2 separate regions of the Mus musculus genome follow, and region 1 is linked to region 2. A link is a contact called in public Hi-C data. All regions are on one chromosome and are shown on one strand. The core of a region is the stretch at or near the end of the contact, and the rest is flanking DNA. Distances in the headings are between cores, read along the strand shown. Region 1 overlaps Gm46072 (a long non-coding RNA gene). Region 2 overlaps Kcnk1 (potassium channel, subfamily K, member 1).

What was found. Hi-C and Micro-C count contacts between places; a contact is called where the count stands out from the background.
Region 1: a contact with region 2 is called in a Hi-C map of the MNK3 cell line, with 4 times the contacts expected there. The contact joins two enhancer-like sites. A contact is called at or near these places in 2 of 39 promoter capture datasets (hippocampal neurons and liver), 7 of 484 Hi-C or Micro-C datasets (the MNK3 cell line, Sertoli cells, brain and 4 more) and 1 of 115 datasets of contacts at active chromatin or transcription factors (embryonic stem cells).

Annotation. Positions count from the first base shown.
Region 1 is chr8:126,076,777-126,083,555 of GRCm38.p6, reverse strand. All of the region lies in intron 1 of Gm46072 (a long non-coding RNA gene), which reads right to left. Among named protein-coding and RNA genes, the nearest start is that of Gm46072, 7.2 kb to the right of the region's middle. Within about 2 kb of position 3,810, at least 2 of the 459 cell types and tissues checked have an H3K27ac peak or open chromatin away from gene starts, as enhancers often do. A contact at or near this core is called in the MNK3 cell line, where this site is marked.
Region 2 is chr8:126,005,962-126,013,156 of GRCm38.p6, reverse strand. All of the region lies in intron 1 of Kcnk1 (potassium channel, subfamily K, member 1), which reads right to left. Among named protein-coding and RNA genes, the nearest start is that of Kcnk1, 14 kb to the right of the region's middle. Within about 2 kb of position 2,081, at least 29 of the 459 cell types and tissues checked have an H3K27ac peak or open chromatin away from gene starts, as enhancers often do. A contact at or near this core is called in the MNK3 cell line, where this site is marked.

The DNA of each region.
Region 1 (6,779 bases), core at 2,561-5,060, 69 kb before region 2:
TGATCAGAACCTGGTTTGTCTTAGCTCCGTCTCTCTCTCGCGCCGCCTAGTCCCCCCTCTTCTCTTCCAGGTTTCCAAGATGCCTTTCCAGACTAGAACCCAGCCATGTGAGCCGCTGGTCGGACACAACAAGGCAGGAGGATGGCAAGTTTGATAACAGCCTGAGCTACTAATAAGCATTATCAAAAGGAAGAAAAATAAAAAAGAAAGAGAGAGCAGGGAGGAAGGAAATCAATCATGAAAGTGTGTGTTGGGGGAGGGGAGAACTTGCAGGGCATGAATAAGGATACTGATGAATCATAATTAGACATAGCCTTCATGGCCAATTCTGCAGCCAATTTTCAGTTCCTGCTACAGGGAGGGGCTAGGATGCAGAGCTCCTGGGTATCACCCAATGGGAAAGTAAGTGACCTACAGAGGTTTCTACCCTTCTAGCATCCTCTGAGCTGCCCTGGCACTGTCTTAAGCCTGACCTCTCCCATCCTCACATACTGTGATTGTTTCCATTGCTTTTACTGACTATAACAAATGGTTGTCGCATACTGCTCATGCATCCTAATGACTTCCCCTATTGCATGTTTCTTTATTGCATTGTTTGTTTACTTAGAAAGTACTTCAAAGACTGCCCTGAACACAAGGCTTCCTGAATGACTGGGGATATAAAAAACAAAACAAAACAAAACAAAGAAAACAACCCTACATGTCAAGGAAATGTCAGCCTCTGCTAGAGGACACAGGATTCAGTTGTTCATGTTCCTCCAAAGGAGGAGTTTATCGCAAAGCGCCACTACATAATAACAAGGGGAAAGCAGAACAGGATGTGTGGTAGCCCACCAGTAACAGGGTAACAGTCTAACAGCCTAACAGTGTAACAGCATAACAATGTAACAGTGCAACAAAGTAACAATGTAACTGTACAGTGTAGTGATGTAACAGTGTAACTGTGCAGTGTAATGATATAACAGTATAACTGTACAGTGTAATGATGTAACAGTGTAACTGTGCAGTGTAGTGATGTAACAGTGTAACTGAACAGTGTAATGATGTAACAGTGTAACTGTGCAGTGTAATGATGTAACAGTATAACTGTACAGTGTAATGATGTGATGATGTAACTGTACAGTGTAGTGATGTAACAGTATAACTGTTCAGTGTAATGATGTAACAGTGTAACTGAACAGTGTAATGATGTAACAGTGTAACAATGTAGCAATGAAGGTACAGTCCATAAAGACACTGCCTTAGGGCATCAGAGTCAATTGTTGACAGTCCCTGCCAGAAGGCATCAAGGACGTGTGGAGAGTGGCCCTCAAAGTCTGGATCCTGTATCACCCAGCGAGAGAGCAGAGAGAAGCCTGTGCACACACAGTCTTGTGCAGAGCTTAGGAAGAGTGGAGCTTTGCACTCACTGGACTCTCCCACCCCGTTGGCCATGCTGGGTATTTCTGCCTCTGCCTCTTCTATGTTCAAAGCAGGTTTCACACATATTCTCTTCTACAATTGAGATTCAGACACAAGGGTATACATTTGCATTTTGATTTTCTGGTGTCATTATGTTGAGATTATTACTCTATATTCGGGTTGGGGTAATGGCTCCATTTATAAAGTGTTTCAGATCTCCAGAACACACATAAAAAGTCAGGCACAGCAGAGCATACCTGCAATCCCAGTCTTGCAATATAAGAGGTTCCCTGGAAGGGGAGGGGGCCAGTTTTTGGCCAATGGGAGACCCTGTTTCAAACATGTGGAAGATGCTGGAGGACCAACACACCATGCATGAATGTACAGGTACACACACACACACACACACACACACACACACACACACCCGGGGGGGGGGGTAGGGGAGAGGGAGAAGAGACAGAGACACAGAGAAAGGGAGGCAAGGTGTACATAGGTATTCACAAAGAGGCTAAAATCTAGGTTTAACTGTCCTTCCACATCAAATTGAGGAGTGGAATATTCTGCTATTGTGGCTACAATTTGAAATAAATGGCCATTGAGAGAGCTCCACCCTGACATCTGACATTTTAACAGCTGTGCTGTGCTCTTTCAATGTCACTAGAGGGAGCACAAGTTCACTGCCATGCCTTGTTCCCCCAAGTACAGCATCTTGGTGAATGTTCTAGATGGCATTTGAGAAAGCAACCATGGATCTATTAGCATTTATTCAACAAAAAGGCTGAGCAGACTGGAGAAGAGCCCACATAAAAAAGCTGGATATGGGTAGACCCCTGGAGCTCACTGGCCAGTCAGCCTACCTTACTGGCAAATTCCAGGCCAATGGGAGACCCTGTCTCAAAAAAACAAGGTGGGTGCTGACTGAGAAATGACAGCTGAGGTAGCTGTCTGACCTCCACACATGTAAACACATATGCATGCACACTAGCACATCTGTTTGCACCTGTATACACCTGAGCATTGCACATATATACAGACACAAATTGTAATTAACCTCACTTAAATTTAAATGAATCCTTTCTAGAATGGGGGAAGATGGATTATAAGGACTAAGATTGCTCAGCAGGGTGAATTCCAGAAGGGCTAAGAACTACAGCACACAGCACATTTCAACATGCCCGTTACTGCACTAAGGTTGAGCTTTCACTACATCAGGGAAGAAATTATCTGCCTTGAGATCTCGTGTTCTATGGAGGAGTAAATAGACAATAGAAGTGTTGTATCATGAAACCTCCTCATTTCCCTGGGCACTTCAGTTAAAAACAACAACCATTTGCTTCAGAGGCAACACATTCTTATAAAGCAGATATGGAAACTTAGAAACTTAAGCTCAGTAACCAAAGAAAATTCATTCTGTGAATGATTTGTTATGGGGAGGGGCTTAAGGGTGGTTCTGATGCTAAGGTCATGTTCCCCAATTGATTCTTGATGAGGACAGGGCGGGACACTTAGAGTTTCGAATGAGGATGCAGGGATCTGGGTAAGAAGGAGGCAGTAGCTGCAGGAGATAAAGTTGAATGGCCAATGACCTATCCAATTGTGCCTGAGGTGGCAGGGGAGATTTAGCAGTGCCCAGTCTTTGAGTTAGCAAAGGCATTTTAAGAGTAACTGGTGTGTGTGTGTGTGTGTGTGTGTGTGTGTGTGTGTGTGTGTGTGTGTAATTTGGGTGGGGGCTGGTAGTGTACAGTTTGCCTGGAGCTTAAAGCGGGGTAGCAAAGGCTACATGCAACAAGCATGACTTGACACAACCTCTGAGAAGGTCCTCTGGGAAGGAAGTCTCCATTAAAGGATTGGTCTGTGGGAGAGTCTGTGGGGGCTTGATTACTGGTGTAGGAGGGCCCAGTATTTTATGGGCTGCACCTTTCCCTGGGCGGCTGGTCCTTACTGTATAAGAAAGCTAGCTATGCATGAGCCTGTGAGGAATCCAGCAAACAACATTCTCTATCGTTTCTGCTCCAAGTTCTCTCTGGACACATATGGCCATACAAATTCCAACAGGTATGTACAGATTTGTGCACACAAGACACATGTACATATGTGCATGTTTTGAAAATAACATAAAATAAAAGAAAACTATAGATGGTAAAAATGTCAGATGCACACTTATAGAATTGGAATGGAGTAGCTAACAGCTCTGGGGGCTGCCGCTTGCCTCAAGACCAGTCTAAGCAAGAACAAGATGAGAAATTATGACTTACTGGAGTACCCCAAGGCACTCATATCACAGGAAGGAAGGGTTAGAATTGCTGAACCCCAAGCAAAACATCTGCCCTCTGTCCACCATGAGAGCCAGAACAAAAACCAGGCCCCAGAGCTCTCAAACATCCCAACTATCAGCAGGGAAATCTCAGTGATGTGAGGTGTTTTTTTTGCAGACTGAAGGCCTCTCTGGTTTTCCTCTCCTTTTTCATAGTCTTTAGAGGTCATTGCAAATTAAACAAGGGTGCATGGCCTCTGTGGTTTTGTGGTTTTTAAAAACAAATTACATAAAAGAAAAAAAAAAGGTGGGGGCGACCATGGAGCTGCGTCAAAGAGCACAGGACTTTCTGTACAAGTGTGAGAGCCTGAGTTTAATGCCCAGCACCCATGAAAAAGCTGGGGGTGGCTGTGCATGCTCCTAAATCAGTGCTGAGATGGAGGAGCAACTGGGACTCAGGAGCTTGCTGACAAGTCAGTCCAGCAGAAATGGCAACCTCTAGGTTCTGTAACAAAAACTGAAGTGGGAAGAGGACAGAGGAAGACACTGCAGGCAAACACATGAGCCTGTGTGCACACAGGCACACACACACACTCACACACAGAGACACACAGACACACACAGAGACACACACACAGACACACACACAGACATACACACAGACACACACACACACTCACACACAGAGACACACACACAGACAGACACACACACAGACACACACACAGACAGATACACAGACACACACACACAGAGACAGACACACACGCGCACACACACACACACACACACTATTTTAGCCTGCCTCAATTGCTACTAGGAATTGTTGGACTGGAGAGGAGGTTTGGTTGTAGGAGATATTGCTGTTCTTGTAGAGACCCGTGTTTGGTTCTGACATCAGGAGATTTAGAGCCTTCTGTAGCTCCAGGGGACACAAGCCTCTGGCCTCTGTGGACAGCTGCACTCACATGTACATACCAACACACAGGCACACACCAGCAAGTAATTAAAAATAATATATGTAAATATCAAAAAAATAATTGTTTGTCTTACTTCTTCCTGCTCTCTTTATTCATGTCTGTGTCATTTGTTTATATAAAACTCAAGCCTCTATATATGTTTGTGCCCTGTTGTAAACAACCACAGAACGTGCTTTCCCTCAGGAATCTGAATAGATTAAGTCAATATTTTCAATGGCTGCATTCCAGCCATCATTCAGAGGCGCCCCATCTGGAACTGTCAACCTTGTGCACATTCATTTGTTTGTAGTTTCCTACCTGTGTGTGTAACATCAAAACAAACACCTTTGAGGATGCACGTCTACCGAAGCCAGGGATGGCCTTCTGAGACATCTGAAGCCGAGCTGTATCCTTGCCATGAGCTCTCATACTCATCTCTGCCCTGACAGTGTTTCTTTACTGACACTCCCCCCACTGCTGCTGCTTCCTTCTGGTCTCATTCTCCCTATGTAGGGCACCCACACCGACCACAGTGTTTATGTGCTCCAATATCTTAGTGTAAATAGCTGGCATGGTAAAACTTCCCTTCAAAACCCTAAAAAGACAGCAGATTCTAAAGCCATAAAAGGACCATTTCACTGGCCATCTTAACTGACATTTAATTCAGGTTATGGGTGAATCCAAACATCAATGACTGTATTGGTTACTGGTCTCAGGCTTTGACCAGATAGTGGACACAAGGCAAGGCTAGGAAAGCAGGACTTGTCTCGGCTTAGAATTTAAGAAGAGCATCGTGGCAGGAAGGCATAGTTTCAGGGACATGAGGACCAGTGACATTGATCCTCCATAGTCAGGAAGCAGAAAACACACAGGATTTTGTCATTTTTGAACTGGTTATTTGTACTCATAGTTGAGTAAATAAATTCAAGTAAATTGAATCCTGTGTGGAGTCACACATCTACAGGATAAATTTGGGGTCACAAGTTTTGTGGGTGGGTTGGTATCCCTATCACTCCAGGGAATTCCTGCCTGGCTACAGGAGTGCCCTCTTCAGGTTCCATATCCCCCTGCCGTGGGTCTCAGCTAAGGTCATCCCCCATTGATTCTTGGGAGCCTCCTCTATCCTGGGTCTCTGGCATGTCCTCAAGATGCACACATCCTCCTTCCCCATCCCCACCAGCTGCAGATTTCCGTTCATTCTCGTGGCCATCTGACCATCTCTTCTGTCTCTCCCCACACCTGATCCTGAACCCCATTCTGCTCTCTATCCCCTCTCCCACCCAGTTCTGTCCCTGCATATGCCATGACTATTTTATTCCCCACTTCTAAGTGAGATTCAACCATCTTTGCTTGGGCCTTCTTTCTTGGTTAGCTTATTTGGATCTGTGGAGTATAGAGTATGTATCCTGTACTTTATGGCTAATATCCACTTACAAGACATACCATGCACGTCTTTTGGGGTCTGGGTTACCTCACTCAGGATGATATTCTCAAGCTCCATCTACTTGTCTGTAAAAGAAACTACCACATTGATATCCAAAGCGGTTGTACAAGTTTGCACTCCCACCAGCAATGGAAGAGTGCTCCTGTTGTTCCACATCTTCACCAGCATGTACTGTCCCTTGAGTTTTTGATTTGCACCGTTCTGATGGGTGTAAAATGAATCTCAGAATTGTTTTGATTTGCATCTCCCTGATGGCCAAGGACCTTGGACGTGTCTTTACATGTCGCTTGGCCACTCAAGATTCCTCTGTTGAGAGTTCTGTTTAGCTCTATACCTCTTTTTTCAGTTGGGTTATTTGGATTTTTGGGTGTCTAACTTCTTGAGTTCTTTATAAACTTTAGGTATTAGGCCATTCTCAATATGTTAATCCTACTGATCTATGAGCATGAGAGATCTTTCCATCTTCTCATATCTTCTTCAATTTCTTTCTTCAGCAACCTGAAGTTCTTGTCATGTACGTCTTTCACTCACTTGTCAGAGTTACAGCAAGATGTTTTATATTATTCAGGACTATTGTAAATGGTGTTGTCCCCCTAATTTCTTTCCCGGACCACTTATCATTTGTATAAGGGAGGGCTACAGGAAGGCTACTGATTTTTTTTTTAAGTTAATCCAGCCATTTTGCAGAAGTATTTATCAGGTGTAGGAGTTCTCTGGT
Region 2 (7,195 bases), core at 832-3,331:
GCTGCTAACCCCACACTCAGGAAGAAAGGGGGTTTGCCCTATCTGCCTGCCCCCCTTTCATATCAGAGTTTGTTTCTAGAATGTTCCTGCAGATTCTTATGTTGAAGGCTTGTTTCCCTAGAGTGGCACTTTTGAGAGGTGGCGGGAGCTGATGAGGTGGAGCCCAGGAAGCCATTTCCAGGTCATGGGGAATGGGTCCATGCCCTTAGAAGAGGATAGTGGGTCACTGGGTCACTAGCCAGGTTTTCCATTGTTCAATTCCCAGGGCACACACTGTGGAAGGAGAGTGCCAATCCCCAAAAGTTGCCTTTTGATCTCCACATGCATGCTATGGCATGTGCCACCCATAAACAAATAAACAAACAAACAAATTAAGTGCAATTTTTAAGAAAGAACAATTGTCAAATAAAATTATTATTACCAAAACTCAACAGATACATGTTAACCCTGACTGATACCAAGGCTTGTCTGTGCCCTCGGAATGTTCTAGAATCAAAGCATAGCTCCCATCAAGCCTTGCTGACTCAGAGCCCACAGCCTATTGGGGCAGGTGCATTTGAGTCCCCGCCACCTTCTAACGTCTCACGGAAGACATTTCCCATCACAGACTGCAGTCACAAAGGGCTGGCCATCTGTCTGTCCACAGAGATGCCAGAGAACACGGAAGTCCTGCAGCAAGAGCCACCTGTCACTGCACGGCCCTGGGAAGGTAGATAATGCACTCTGTTTGCTGTCCCTTTCTTACCTTGGCCCCTCTGCCAATCACCTGTATTTATAACTTCTCACCCCCAGCTAATAAATAAGTGAACAAGAGGGCTGCTGTTTCCTGAGCACACAGACCTGAATAGGCCTTCCACATAAGATTCTGCAGAACATTCTAGGAATGTGTGTACATGCAACTGTGTGTGTGTGTGTGTGTGTGTGTGTATACTCAAATAATGTATGTGAGTGAGCATGTATGTCAAGGTGCACATGGAGAAGCTAGAAAATAACTTTGTAGAGAATTTCTGCCTTGATGTGGGTTCCAGGAAGAATGCTCAGGTGTCAGGCTTAGAGGACCAGTGCCTTAACCCCAGCTGAGCTATCTTGCTGGCCCAGGAATAAGTTTCTAAGGTTCACAAAAGAAACTGCTATTGCCTGAATGCCACCTTCCCCAAACCAATGGTTTTCAGGACCCAGTGCTACTGTCTTACATTGATCTAACAACTCAGAGAACTACAAAGATAAGCTGAGCCTCTGAGAAGGCTAAGGGGCAACAGAGACAGAGAGATATAGTCAGACTGAAGACAAAGGAAGACAGATTCCAAAGTGCTTTTAAGGATGGAGACATTTTCCTGGCTAATATCTTCAGTGACATGATGATGAAGAGATAGGTCGTGTGACTGGCGGGATGGCTGCACAGTTGAGAACACTGGCTGCTTTTACAGAGGACTGGGGTCCATCCTGTGATGGCCTGGTGCTTGGGGAGGTACAGAAGAGAGAGTCAGATTACCTGGGACTTGAAATACAGGTGTTGGTGAGTCCCCTCCACCTTACGTTTTGAGACAGGGAGCTCTTAATGAAATGGGAGCTCACAGATTGACTACACTGGCTTGTCAGCAAACCCCAAGGATCCTCCTGACTCCTCCTCCCCCCAGTCTGGAATTGCACACTATGCCACCACATACAAATTAAGTGGGTGTTGGGGAGCCAAGCTAATGTCCTTGTGCTTGCACAGTAGGCGCTTTGCGCACCGAGCGCTCTCCTGACCTCTCCCAGTCACCTTTAGAGACCAGCAAAGGAGAAGGCTGAGCTCAGCAGATTCTAGAACCCTCCCATGCCAGACAGGAAGCCTGCAGCTCTCCACAGTCATGCTTCTGTGAGAACCTCAGCCAGACAAAGGATGGGCTCACATTTTGCATCACCACTTTGATACAGAGCGCAGGCCATGATCAATTCCTGTTGCCTTTGAGTCTTTACGGCTGGCTGGCCTTGGTACCTGTCACTCAGGAGGAGTATCATGGCTGGGACCCAACCAAGCCCTGACCCTTGGAGCCTTGGTTCTCAACTGTATTAGCTAAGCAAATGTGAGACGTCCAGTGAGTAGCTCCCCTGTGAGTCATACCCTGTCCTTTTCAGGACTTTGCTTATGACATCTGCTAACCACAGCCTCTGTCAGAGTTAACACTTAGGACACAGGATAAGAGAGACAGGCTAAAGATGGAGCATGTTTCTCAGGCAGTACAGAAGCAATGCATGGCCATCTTCTTTTTAAGAATGCCTGCTAGAATGATGTAATATCAGAGTAGGGGTGCAACACTCAGCAGTCTGATTGATGAGCGAGTCTTCCGGCAATTCCAATGCTCACCCCTGATTAACAGCATGAGTTCAGCATCAAGTTTGTAGGGTCCTCTAGCAGCTTAGAGGTCATCTGTCCAAACACATCTCAGTGTCCCACACTGGGGGTCAGAATGTCTGACCTGGACAGAGGGCTATTCTAGAGAGTCAGAAGTGTTAGCCAGGTGGCAGCTCACACTTGTAATATTAGCACTCAGGAAGCTGAGGCAGGAGAATGATTACCAGTTCAAGGCCAGCTTGGGATACACGGCCAAACCTTGTTGTGCACTCCCAATCCCCCAAACCCAAACAAGTCTGGTGGATCTCACTTTGCAATTCAAACACTTCTGCCTGGTCATGAAGTGTGGACGTATGTGCCTGTTGCACATGTCAGATCAGTAAGACACTCAGTTCTTGGGTTCACACCTTTCAAAGAAAGTAACAAGAAGGAAAAGGAGACTTTGCAGGTCTGATCCTGTGTGTGGGCTGGAGAGATGGCTCAGCAGTTAGGAGCACTGAATGCTCTTCCAGAGGTCCTGAGTTCGATTCCCAGAAACCACATGGTGGCTCACAACCACCTGTAATGGGATCTGATGCCCTCTTCTGGTGTGCCTGAAGACAGTTACAGTGTACTCATACAAAATAAATAAATAAATAAATAAATAAATCTTTTTTTTTTTTTTAAAAAAAATCACATCCTTTGAAGATGCTGGCTGATCATTAATGTGAAAGTTACTGATGGGAACTTGGCACAAAGTCTGCATGGATTCCACACCACTTCTGTGAAACTGGGACTTGAACCCATGACATCCTGTGTCCTGAGAAACAGTGAGACTAGCCAGACGTTAGAGAAAAGCTAGTCGCTTTTCTGAGTCTAGAACCCTAAGAAATTACCTTGAACAGCTACATAATACCAAGAGCTGTATTTAGAATACCCAGTTTCAGGGTGGCTCAGTCGGTAAAGTGCCTGTCACCTAAGCATGGGAACCTGAGTTCAATCCCCAGCACCCACAAAAATCTACAGTAACAAAGCAGGAATGTTACATAGGTCTCTACTCCCAGCACAGGAGATTGAGACAGTGGGACCCCTGAAGCTCCTCTAAATAAAATGTTGAGTCCCATGTCAGTGAGAGATCCTGAATCAAAAAAACACAGAGTGGAATGATTGAGGAAGACAGCAAACATCGACCTCTGGCCTCCACTAGCACATGTAAATTAAATATATGTGCATGCACACTCACACAAACACACACACACACACACAAACATATATATAAACACAAACACACACACACATATAAACACAAACACATATAAACACACAACACACACAAACACACATACACAAACACACATATAAACACAAACACACATAAACACATACACACACATATGCACACAACACACACACACATACACACACAAACACACATACACAAACACACATATAAACACAAACACACATAAACACACACACACCAGATATCCTGACCACCCGGCAAGAACAAGTATATACACAGCCCAGATACACACAGAGTACCATGTCTTTATGGGACAGGAACATCAGGGCTCACCTAAGAGCTGAATTGTCACTGGTTTTTGTTGTGGTCTCAGTGTGTTGTCACAGTTTTACTGGGACAATTAGGAGCATAGCAATTGGATGACTACCCACTTGGACCCACACCAACTGTGTGGACATATACCATCTGTGACTCATCCCGGAACATATATTAGTCTACACCCTTGAGAGCTTGCCCATCACCCCAGAGCTGGATCCATGAGAATCTGGGATAGTGAGTCCACCATCCCCAAGGCCTGCACAGAATACCCAAAGTATGAGTCTTGCCTAGCCTTGGGGATGGTGGTAAGAACACAGAACAAGGTGCTCCTCCATTTTGTAACCCTGAATCGTGCACAGTCCCAAAGGAGGTGTACATCTGTCTCGTCATCAGCAAACAGGGAGGCTGCATTCCATCCTTTGTTCTATCAGTAATGACCTCAGAGGCATGGCTCTGAAGCAATTCCCATACCTGTGATTTCCTGGGGCTGGTGTGTGTGTGTGTGTGTGTGTGTGTGTGTGTGCATTGTATTGCATGCTGTATGTGGAGGTCTGAGAACAACTTTTTCAGGGTGGGATTTGTGAGACCCCCCATGTCTTTACATAGCCCTGGCTGTACTGGACCTCACAATAGAAACCAGGCTGGCCTTGAACTCAGAGGGACAGAGAACAACTTTGTAACCATCCTGGCAGGAGTGAAGATACTCTAAAGAGACACTGTGCCCTCCCTTTGCCTATCAGACCATTGAAACAATGAACTTCAAGAAATGGAGGTTCCCCAGGAATCTCAAGAGGAAAAGGCTACAGCATGGGGCCAGCTTGATCGAGGGCTAACCTCCCAAGAAGGCCTATCTCACAGTTCTGACCGCCTGTCAGACACCTAGAAGATCAGACTGGAGCCTGATAACAATGGTCAGTGATGGATGAGACCATACCTTGACCAGATCTTCACTGAATCCTCTTGTTCTCTATTTAAGTCTAAACCTCCTGTCAGGGCCCTGGAGAGGGACTTGGAGGTCACTGGTCCTAAGTGTCCTTTCTTGTGTGCTTTCACTACTTCCGGTCCTTTTAAGCGGCCCACTGATGTCAGGTGGCCAAGCCTGGCTCATTGGGGACCTGCCAAGGCCACGACTGTGACCCTAAAATAACCCACTGAGTGTAATGTTCTGTTTACATTCGCCAGGATTCTCCTAGGGAAGCTCTATGCACAGTTTGGCTCCTCCTATCCCACCTCTCTGACCTCTCACATGCAGGGCCTGTGATCAGTGTCTCTTCTGTCTCTTCAGTCTCCTCAGAGCAAGGCCCTTAGTTCAGTGTGGCAGAAGCCAGCTTTGCCTGATTTAGCTTCCCCTGTCCTCGATAGCGTGTAGGCCAGGCCATGCATCAGATAACAACAATGACTCCTGCTGCTCGTTTGTCAAGGCCCAGCCCTGCACCTGCACCTGGCTGCTATTGCCGTTGGCGTGAGTAATTCTGTACTCTGGACTCCTGAAGGCTGCATTTTCATTCTCTATGGACAGCCTCATGCCTGCCTCTGGACATGCGCATTGCGCAGAACAGTCTCCTTCCGCATCGCCAGCCCAAGCTCACCCGAGTCAGCGAATCAAATGCCATTGCCTCCCCGTAGACTGTTGCTCAGGTCACTGCCACCCACATCAAGTCCTACAGAGTCCCACACGGTGCCAGGGGCCTCATTCAACCTGCCTCTGCATCTCTTCCCGTCTGCAGAGTGCCGTGGGGGCTCTCGGAGATTACGTGATTGTCTCTGTACTGTGAACTCAATAGGAAAAAAACCCAACTCAGAAAATAGGCCCCTGTGGCCCAAGTGGAACAGTGAGCCCCGGCGAAAACACTGATTGGAGATGACCCTTTAGAGAACCCAGCCCTTACCCTTACCTCGGTCCCCAGCTGGATACCTTCATACCTACTGCCCTGCATTTGATCTTTCTAGACTTCTTCATCACATCTGAACACAGCGATGCCTTAAAACGAGGCATGAAGGGGTAGGGATGTAGATTAGTCGGCAGAGTGTTTGCCTCGCACACAGGAATCCCTAGGCTCAGTCCCACTGCATAAACGGGGCATGGTGGCTCCTGACTGTGATCCCCACACTCAGGAGTCAGAAGCAAAAGGATCAGGTGTTCAAAGTCATTCATGGCTGCAAGATCAAGGCCAGCCGAGGACACCTGAAACCATATCTCAAAAAGTTACATTAAACTAAGTAAGTGACATTAACAAAATAAAATTAGCCGTTAGTCTTAGCTAACTAAAATTAGTCTCACTCTTTGTGAAATCACGATGGACCTTTATCAACCAGACTGACTCTTGGTGATGTAACTTCACTGTGTCCTTCCCATGGTCTTTGCCAGGGACACTCAGAAGGGACTGCGGACAGACCCCACCATCGCCGAGAGGAGCTGACAGCCTGTGTGCTGCGGGAGACTGGTCCCAGGAAACAGTGGGACAAGAGGAGGCATCCTCAGGCTGTCCTCCTTCAGCTCCCTCTACTGCCAGGAGAAAGAAGGTGGACTCGTGTCATCTTCCATTCTGACCAGCTCTTTCTGCTTTTTTGTTTTCAGTCTCTCTTTGTCTTCATGGTTTGGACTGCTAAGCTTCAACTGCTCTGACATGGCAGGAGATGAGCTAGAATGGTGTGGGTGACAGATGGCTCATCCACACAGCACACCCTTCCCTTCTGCAGGGGACTCTGCCATTCCATGCCCAGTAGGAGGCCGGCCCATTTGGAGCTGTGCAGTAAGTCCACAGGCTGCCTCTGTGGTACTTGCCAGGGCCTGGGTGGAGGGTGGCGGGTAGAGGGCGAAGGGGCCCTTCTCTTAGCTCAGAGCCTCTGGGAGCCACTCGGCAGTGACACATAGGCAGGCAGCTTGGGAACAGCTTTCTCCTGTGTCTTTAATTAACTTAATCCACCTAACCATGTTCTTTAAATAATTGAGTACCTTGGTAACCGGTACTCAAGCGCTTGAAGAATTTTGGTCACAGGAATGCTGGAACCTTTTAATTTTGGTTTAAGACATTTCGCTTTCCCTGTTCCTATTCCAAACCAAGGCTGTGCCGGGAATAGTGGGTGGGAAAATAGAAAGCATGCCCTAAGGGATGGAAGGCAGCTGTTGAGGAGCAAAGATTCCTTCAAATTGTGAAGTGGCCCATGCAAAGGCCTCTGAAGGGGAAGTGAGGCGGCTCAGCGGCAGAGGGCTTGCCTAGAATGTGTGATGTGAGGTCCTGGGTTCAAGTCCCAGTACTGGAAGAGAAGAGAAGAGAAGAGAAGAGAAGAGAAGAGAAGAGAAGAGAAGAGAAGAGAAG